Regions from separate parts of the Mus musculus genome. Here all the other regions are linked to region 1. The links are chromatin contacts, called in public Micro-C and promoter capture Hi-C maps. All regions are on one chromosome and are shown on one strand. Each heading gives the region's core, a stretch centred on a gene start, on an enhancer-like site or on the middle of the called end of the contact. The rest is flanking DNA. Distances are from core to core; before and after follow the strand shown. Region 1 holds the start of Ndrg1 (N-myc downstream regulated gene 1). Region 2 has its middle 180 kb from the start of 1700012I11Rik. Region 3 has its middle 200 kb from the start of 1700012I11Rik.

Region 1 (2,946 bases), core at 48-2,547:
CTTCCTTCTTCTCCAGCTCCTTAGCACAGAGCAGGCTCTTAAAGCGGCTCCCTAGATATCCATAGACCAAGAGAATGAGGGTCAGGTTATCTAGAGGAGGGGGGAGGGGAAGGCCACTTGAGTCATAAGGGTTGAGCAGGTGGCGTTGAAACAATGACTGGACTGGGCCTTAGGTGTGACTCAATCTCTCTATAACATGATGTTTTCTTGGTGCTGGGTGCTGAGATTCTCAACGTGGTTTCACATCTGAGCCAATCCGGGCAATGTTTATTTATTTAGTGGGGATGGGGAGCGAGGGGTCTGAGGAAAATGTATGGCACTGTGTTCTTCCTTTCCACTTTGTGGTTTCCGGGCATGGAATTTAGGTCCCCAGGGTTTTGCAGGCCACATGTCTTTACCAGGTGTGCCATCTTGCTGCACCCTTTGAGGAGTTTTTTTTCAAAGCCCCAGTGTTGGGGCACACTCTCAGATTCTAACTAAGCTGCTCTGGGGTGTAACCAGGGTATCCACCTGCTTAAGAAAAGCTCCCTGGAGAGGCTCAGGTGTAGGTCAGGGCGAGAACCCGGTAACAGGCAAGCAGGCCAAGGTTTTAGAACATCACGACAGAAGGAAGATCCATGATTGGAAAGCAAATTCTATGCACGTTCTGGGGACCACAAACTGCAGTCCGTAGAGTGCTTACAGCTGACACAGCGGGCTGGAGCAGCGGGGAAACAGCAGCTCAGAGTAGGAAGGGAGTTGTGGGGCGCCAAGATCAGCAAGAATAAAGGGAGCTAAGCAATGTGAAAGGAGCCTGGAGATAAAGTCTGCCGTCTAGGCTGTAAATGGGGCTCGGGAGTGACTGCGTGGAGACCCGGAGGAAGTGGGGGGTGCCGCCCAGAAGGGCGTGGCGCGGGCAGAGGCTTAGGAAACTCAAAGGCTATAGGGGGGCAAGCGGTCGCGCAGAGAGACACAAGGGAGTCCTTATGCACACGCGCACGAGCGCGCACGGGCACACCACGCTACCACTCGGTGGGCACACGTTCGCTGCACACGCCGCGGTCCCGAGAGCGGATCACAGGGAGGAGCGGCAGGCAGGGCCGGGCAGTCTCTCCAGTCGCGCCCCTGCAAAGGCTTGCGCAACAGGCGGCGGCTCCAGCCCGCCCCGCCCAGCCCAGGCAGGGTGCAGCACGAGGCGGGCCGGAGAAAGGGGTGTGTCCCCGTCTCCTGCTGCGCTGGGAGCAGAGGGTCTGGGAGGGGCGAGGCCCTGGGGGCGGGGCCCCGGCGCCTATAAAATCGCCCTACGCACGCACGGACATAAACAAACCTTGCCAGGCTACCCTCTCGCGTTGCAGGCAGATTGCTCACCCATCTTCGTCTCCCTCTTCACCTCCCGCGGGGCGCTGCACCTCCAACCTTGTGGTTGGCTCCTTTCCGTGCTTGCTTGCTCATTAGGTAAGCCCTCCGGACGCCTTCTTCCTCCGGAGCAAGACAAGGACCCCCAGCAAAGCTTGCTTTCGGGGTGCTACTGGACACCCCGCCCGTCTTTTGTGGCCCTTGCGAAGACCACAACTGGTGGTCTTCGGTGGAACCGGCGCCGGAGGGATAGCTGGCATCACTGGAGCGGGTTTCGATTACTATAAGGCACAAAAAGACGTGTTGGGTCTCGCTTTCTCTCTAATTGGGGAAGTGGGATTAAGGGGTCGAAGTTGGGGCGGAGAGCCTGGGAATACCTGGGTCGCACTTCCTGGCGTCAACCCTGAGCCACAGCTGACTTCTCTGTCCACTGGGCTCAAGGGGACACTTTGTGTGTGCTCTCGCGTGTGAAGGGGTGTGGATGGGTGATGGGGTGACTAGGAAAAGAGCGACTGTAGCGCGTGTATCCAGGGGATGAGTAAGGGTGAGCAGACTTGGCGGGGAGTGTGGAGAAGGGGGCGAGGGTGTGTCTACTCTGGAGCCTGGTCCCGAACCAGTGTGATCTGAGTCCAGGTTCCCATCCAGTCCAGAGCCCAGTGCTCTCTCCAAGCTGTGCGTGTGAGAGAACGTGTGTGTGCTGGGGGAGAGTCCGGGGTGTGTCCCGGCGCGTGCTGCACGCGCCACTGCGAGTGTCGGCGGCGAGAGGAGCCCAGGCAAGGGTGCGGCCCTCTAGGTAGTACCGGGTTGGCTCTGTAACTGCGCGGGAGTGGTGGTTTGTGCCTCCAGGGTCGCGCGGGCATCTGGCAGCCCCAGAGTTGGCTGGAGCTCTGAGTGTCGTCATTTTCGCCTCCGCCTCCCCCCGCCCCACCTCCCTTTCTTTCTCCCAGGCGGTCCTCCCTGCTGTTTTAGCCCGGAGAGCAGCTGGAACCGCTCGTCCGTTCCCGGGAGACCGGTCGCGGTCTCTGATTCAGCCTGTAGGGTAGATTCGGGAGGGGCGTGAGGAATGCTGCAGGCTCTGGGGAAACATGCTGTCACCACCGCCTCTGTCAAATTAGTAGCTGAAGCTAAGATTTGTGGATGGCTTCCTTACTCTGCCACCTTCCGTCTTCCCTTGTCTGTCGCCTTTGCTGGCAGTCATCACGGATCCCCATGCACTGTCCCTTGGGCTTTAATGTGGGAGGACAGGTCGGGGAGGGAAGTCCAGTGGTCCGTGTCCTAGAACAGCCTTCAGCTCTCCCTCACAGACTTCCTGGGCAGGTCAGCTTATTTGAGTCCTTGAAACTCCTGAAGAAGATGGGAAATTCAGGACAGCCAATGTTCCCCCCCCCCTTACCCCCTTCAGTGATCTCCTACACCACCTAAAGTGAACGGACAGGCGCTAGCTATGGATTTCAAGGCAAATCTTTCAGGTTGCTTCTTACTGTTAGAGATCCTAGCAATTTGTCTATTTCACATGTGTGAAGTGAATGAGAGAAAGCTAGGTGCAGAGGAAAACCCCCCAAAACCATCTTCATGGGACTTGCCAACTTCTGGACAGTGGCAGGGAGGGGC
Region 2 (2,990 bases), core at 378-2,877, 440 kb before region 1:
GGCCTTTGTGACAGAATGATGGCAGGCAGGAATGTCCTCCAGTGAACTCCCTTCACAGACCTCTCAACACAGGCAGGCCACCTGTCTTGATGTGGGAACCTCAGCCTCCTTAGCTTTGGGAGTGTGATGGCTAAGGTGTGGTCCCTGTGCCTGGCTCTGGGGAGTTCTGGGTGCTCCATGTAGGCCAGATGGAGGAAGAATTTCAGATCAAGTGGAGACTAATGCAATCTAAAATAATGTGGTAGAAAGAAATGATCAGACAGCTCCGACTGTGGGTTTCAGAGTCAGACTGCCTGGGTTAAGTGGGAGCCTGCCATTCTCCAGCAACCTCTTGAACAAGTGACCTGATATCTCAGTGCCTCATTTTTCTTTCCTGTTGAATGGAATCATACACATATCTGCTCCATGAGGCTATAGAGAAGACAACAGGGAAATTTATAAATAAATAAATAGGAAAAAAATAGGCATGACTTTAGGTCATGTCAAACACATAGTAACTGCTCAGAAATTACTGACTCCACTAGCTAATGATATCTTCCCAGATCAGACTTCAAGGATGTTTAGGCTGAACAGTCACTTCACTCAGCATGATGTTCTGATGGGCTCTCCATTAAGTGTATCTTCTTCTTTCTCTGTGTTTATTATTATTATTATTAATATTAATATTTATTTCAGATATAATATGTTATACATATTATGTAAATATATAATTTTATATCACATAATTAATAAATAAGTAAAAACTATTGATAATTTTTGGACAGACAAGTCCACATGTTTTTATCTTTCTTTGGGATTCACAGATAGAGCTGGCCCCATGACTAGCATTTATGGGGTCACTTTGGTCCCATGTCCTACCCTGGGAATTTTGCAGACTCATACCTGAGGTTGTCCCTTTGAAGTGTGTGCTTCATACCACCTTGGGAATGATTGGAAGAGCAGAGCCTTTCTCTTGCTCAGCCACGAGGCTTACTCTCAGGTATTTCAACCATAGGGCCTTCCAAACCAGTGCTACTATTAAACCAACATCCCCCACCTGATTTACTTTCCCCTATCCACCATAAGTCAAGCTGTCTTCGTCATTGTGTCCCTGGTTGGATGGCCATTATGTACCTGGGTAGCTAAGGTAGCTTTGTAAAATATACCCACCAAACAAACATAGACTAATTATGTTTATCAATCACTTTAACAAAATAGTTTATCAAGATATAAAATAGTCTACAGCAGAAGTACAGAAGTGGTAGCTTGTCTGAATAATTTTCCTGACATATGTGTTTTTATAGCTAACATGCACACACACACACACACACACACACACACACACACACACACACACACAGAGTATTAGTACTCTCAAGTAGTAATTTTCCCTAAAGTCCCCAGTGCATGGCATTTTCAATCTATTTGGCAATACTGAACCTTAGCCTCCCACAGGTCCTTCTAAGGTAAAACACATGTCCTGTAAAGGGTTAGGCTCCATCCTCTCCCTTGGCAGATTTCAAAGCTAGTTCACTGACACAGTTATCTCTGGCCCCCAACATCAATGCCCCTGGCAGCTTCCTACGACATGCAGGCTTTGAGCTTGTGACTTCTGGTTTCAGCTCAGAGCAGGGCCTGGCACAACACTAAAAGTCATTGGGCTTGTAGCCAAAAGTGCCACGTGTCTTCAGCTCTCTCACTACATCAAGAGACAGAACATAGAACAAGACTTCTGAGTCAGATGACAGGCAGCACTTCCAGGACCCAAGGATTAGCTGTATGATAATATAGAGCAGAGATGCCTGCTGGTTCCTCAACTGTAAGATTGGGGTAGCATGACTGGCCTGACTACTAGTTCACAATAAAAGTTGCATTATAAAAGTTATACCAGATGTAGAATAAGACTTAAAGCACCAATAACCTGTGTAGGGGCCCATGGCTTAGAGGGTGTCTAGGAGACGTGAGGCCAGATGCCAAGTGAGTCAGAATCCTCTGAGGCAGGGGCTCGAGAAGATCTTACTAGGGCTTTAGCACCAGGAAGCACATGGATGAACGTGGATTAACTTCATCCTGGAAAAAGATGGAATTTCAGCCAGTAGATCACTCAGCTGCCTAGTGACACACAATGTGGTGTCACCACAGGCAGCACTGGGAGGAATTTCTACCTCCAACACTGTGATCTCAGGGCAGCAGCAGCAGTTGGCAAAGAAGTGAGTGTCAAGGAGCTAGGGAGAGGCATGAAGCCAGGACTGATGGACATTAGCACTTTAGCCTTGTAAGGTCCTTGGGTCATAAACAAGAACAGAGTGAAAGGTCTAAAAAGCCAAACTAAGAACTGAAAGCTGTGGGGTCACCTAGGATTCCAAACTACACATAGATCATATATATATATATATATATGTATATATATGTATGTATGTATATATATATATATATAATGTAGACATAGATGTGCATATGTATATACACAAATATTTTATATATGTGCACATATTATCATATAGATAACAGATAATATATGTGTGCACTAATGTGTTTTATATATATACATAAAACATATGTATATACATATATGTATATTTAAGCGTATATGTAATTGTATATCTAATATAGTTTGAGCCTTGGAGCATGATTTTATATATACAGTGAAAGAGACAAAATAACTCACGTGTATCTTCCAACTCAGTAAAGCATTGAAGGAGAGGGTCCAAAGCCTTGACAATAGGCAATAGGCTCCATTATAATGGTAGCAAGCCATAGAAATGAAACTGGACATTCACAAGCCCTTAGTATCTGGTGCTCAGGTAGTGAGTAACACACTAGCATCTTATTTTACTTTTTTTTTCTTATTTTACTTTTACTTTAATCATTTAATGTTTCATTTTTTCTAGATGGAAAAAACTCATTTATTTCTCCTCACAACTCTGAGCTGGACACTACCAGTGCTGATACAAGTCATGGAGAGACAAGATAAGAGAGGGACAGCTGCTCCCTGGAAGCGTCCAGCATAT
Region 3 (2,878 bases), core at 265-2,764, 450 kb before region 1:
CCCCAGAAAGCGATTGAATTTTTTTTTCCAAGAGAACCTGAGACGGGTGATTATTCTTGTTCTCTCTAATTTAATTCTCTTCCCCATTTATTATTATTAAATCCTGAGCTAGCAGATCAGCCTCGTTCTGGCAGACGTTTGCATAGATATGCCACGGAGCTAAATTTCTATTCCCTGGAGATTAGACATATACATGTTGTACTGATTAAAATAATATTTTTTAAAAAATGAGAAATGTTTAACTCTACAGGGAAGAGGGAGACAAAGGCTATAAGTCTGAAGGCCAGGTATAAAGAAAGACTTTCTTTGCTGGTCCCCATGGTTTGAGGGTGCCTTGAAGAAAGGAGTTCATAGAGGTAACACCAGTAACAGGTTAGCAATGCTGAGTGCATAATAGTAGGTCCTGTGGGTTGAACTGTGTCAGCTAACAAGTCATATTTACACATATCTGTGAATAAGATGTATTTGAAAATAGTGGCTTAGAAAGTGTAATCATTAGGATTTGATTATCATGGGTTCCACATGAGTCTTAAGAGAGTGACTTTTGGCATTGTTTTTAGCAAATGATGGAAATTTGAACAAAGATATGTAAAAAAAGATAATTCCATTGGATGAGACAGGCATACTTGAAGGACAGCCTTGTGAAGACATATGCATATACTAGGATTTTTCAGTGTTCAAGAAGAACTGATTCTAGAAAACTCCCATGAAGAGCAAAGTCTCTAGGTATTCAAGCTCTTTTTACATAACTGTGTGAAGTTTGCATATAACCAACAGATAGCCTTCTGTACACTTTAATCATTGCTAGATTCCAAACGTCATCTATTACAATGCAATGTAGATGGATAGTTGTACCAGATTGCTTAAAGACGATGACAAGAAGACAAAAGAGGCAAGAAAAGCGAAAAGAAATGAATCAAAGCATCAACCCAAAGCAATCCAAAGCCAAGTACGTAGATAAGTGATTATGATAAACAGAGGCAAAGAAAAATTAATTAAAGAAGTTGAAGACCCCAGAAAGAGAAAACACCTTCACCATGTGGGATATGTTGAAGAATAGAAACAAGGCTAAGTGTTTTCCATCTAATAGTAAAGCCCATACAAAGCCCTCCCCTAAGACCAGGGTCTATAGAGCACCCAGATCTCCTTCAATCTCTTCTCATTAACATGTAAGGACTTCCTATAGACCAGTACCAGCTTTCCAAAGGGAGTGTGGTCATTTCTCTAGGGCTACTTAAGGATCTTTCAGTTCCTTTCCTAACCACTACTCCTGCCCAAACTGTGATATCTAGATATACCATATTTCCTGATACAGTGTTTAGATGGCTCTGCTGCATGCTCAGAAGGAGGGGAACACTTACTTTCCCTTCACATGAATGAGTATTGCATCACCACCCTAGCCCCACGTGGAGATTCATGGATTAAATTTTAATCCTACTTTCTGTGTCACGCTGGTCACTGCACTTTTGTATTACAGCAGGCTTATTTATGTGATGGGGAAATGCTACTGACCTGACAGGAACTAGGTCATGGCATACACAAGGACACCACAGGATTGCTTAAAGTAAACAATTCTGACCAGGTTGATGTCGGTATATATGTGGGGAGTTTGTGGGAGGAGGGTGGCCTTACCACAGGTCTAAGAGAACTGTGAGAAGAACAGGGTTATCTCCTTCATTGGAAAAACAATGCTGTGGCCAAATTTTCTTTCCAAAATCACTCAGCCAATGAGAGACACATCCATGATTTAAACCCAGACTGCAGCTAGTGTGACGCCTTGATCATCATGTACTATGAGCTTGCTCATAGCCAGACATCCAAAGAGATCACCCAAATCAAGCCATGGCTATCACATTCCTAACTTGAACTTGGAAGAGAAAAAGCCAGGGACCACAGATAACTGGGCTGAGTTGCACTAGAATAATGTTCTTGAATCTTGATGGCAAGGGCTCATAACTCTGCCTGATTCCTCGAAAATCCTTCATTCTTCTCTACTGGCTGTACAGGGAATGGCATGTCCTAGCCAATGCAAAACATGGATAGAAGACAATGGCAAAAAAAGAGAAAAAATCCAGGGACCCCTTCACATCATTTCGTTTTCCTCTGGTATCTTCAGCAATTGTTTGGTCTCAGCCACTAGCTTCAGTTCAGTTCAAAAATAAGCATCCCACCTCATTGTTCCTAATTCTAGTTCTGGCTTTTAGTACTGAGCCCTCTTCTTAATTTGAGCATTACTCATCACATCTTCCATGCATCCTTGGCCATTGTAAGCTTTTTGCTATTGTTGTCCTGGAATGTTTGTAACCACTGTTTGAATTCTCATCATTTCCCAGGTTAGAGAGTAACTTCTCTATATTCAATGTGTTATGTTTGGAAGTCTAAAATGACATTGTTTTACCCTACTATAATTTGACTGATAAAATCCCAAAGGCCCCATCCTATGTCTATGGGTCTATGGTATTCCTGAATATTTTTTTAAGACTGTTCTAGTATCCTTTCAGTAAATCCCACCTAACATCTGTTAATGTACATCAACACATGTGTGTGTGCATGCACGTACACACACTTTCATTTTTAAGTTAAATAAAACTGATTTCATATTTTTCTTGACCAACCAAACTTTGACTTCTTCTGCACATGATACATGTCTATAAGCTATAAAGTAAGCATGCCCCTATCCCAGGAGATGCTCACTGTGTGTTTGAAAAGGATTAAATTGAACTCATTCAGCCCCAGCTGATATATACACATGCACACACATTGCAGAAGTAGAGCATTCATTTGTCCTTCATCCTCCCCATTACAAAACAATTGCTCTTCTCGATTTCAGCCTGGTTTTTCTTGCCTCAAGGTCTCAGGCGTGGCTGTCAAAGACTGA

What was found. Promoter capture Hi-C pulls out the DNA fragments that hold promoters and counts their contacts. A called contact is a pair of places that touch in the nucleus more often than the background predicts.
Region 2: a Micro-C map of muscle stem cells shows a contact between it and region 1, with 2.8 times the contacts expected there. The contact joins the enhancer-like site here to the promoter of Ndrg1 in region 1. A contact is called at or near these places in 1 of 484 Hi-C or Micro-C datasets (muscle stem cells) and 1 of 9 other capture datasets (adipose tissue).
Region 3: a promoter capture Hi-C map of liver shows a contact between it and region 1, with 3 times the contacts expected there. The contact joins the enhancer-like site here to the promoter of Ndrg1 in region 1. A contact is called at or near these places in 5 of 39 promoter capture datasets (the 3T3-L1 cell line, hematopoietic stem and progenitor cells, liver and 1 more), 1 of 15 datasets of contacts at CTCF or cohesin (large pre-B cells), 1 of 115 datasets of contacts at active chromatin or transcription factors (large pre-B cells) and 1 of 9 other capture datasets (adipose tissue).

What each region holds. Positions count from the first base shown.
Region 1 is chr15:66,967,992-66,970,937 of GRCm38.p6, reverse strand. Ndrg1 (N-myc downstream regulated gene 1) reads left to right here and starts at 1,297. Exons shown (of 16, transcript NM_008681.2): 1 at 1,297-1,434. It overlaps Gm2895 (a long non-coding RNA gene), which reads right to left and starts at 1,290. Exons shown (of 3, transcript XR_875396.3): 1 at 1-1,290.
Region 2 is chr15:67,404,363-67,407,352 of GRCm38.p6, reverse strand. No RefSeq gene overlaps it. Among named protein-coding and RNA genes, the nearest start is that of 1700012I11Rik, 180 kb to the right of the region's middle. Within about 2 kb of position 1,627, at least 34 of the 459 cell types and tissues checked have an H3K27ac peak or open chromatin away from gene starts, as enhancers often do. A contact at or near this core is called in muscle stem cells, where this site is marked.
Region 3 is chr15:67,422,722-67,425,599 of GRCm38.p6, reverse strand. No RefSeq gene overlaps it. Among named protein-coding and RNA genes, the nearest start is that of 1700012I11Rik, 200 kb to the right of the region's middle. Within about 2 kb of position 1,514, at least 14 of the 459 cell types and tissues checked have an H3K27ac peak or open chromatin away from gene starts, as enhancers often do. A contact at or near this core is called in liver, where this site is marked.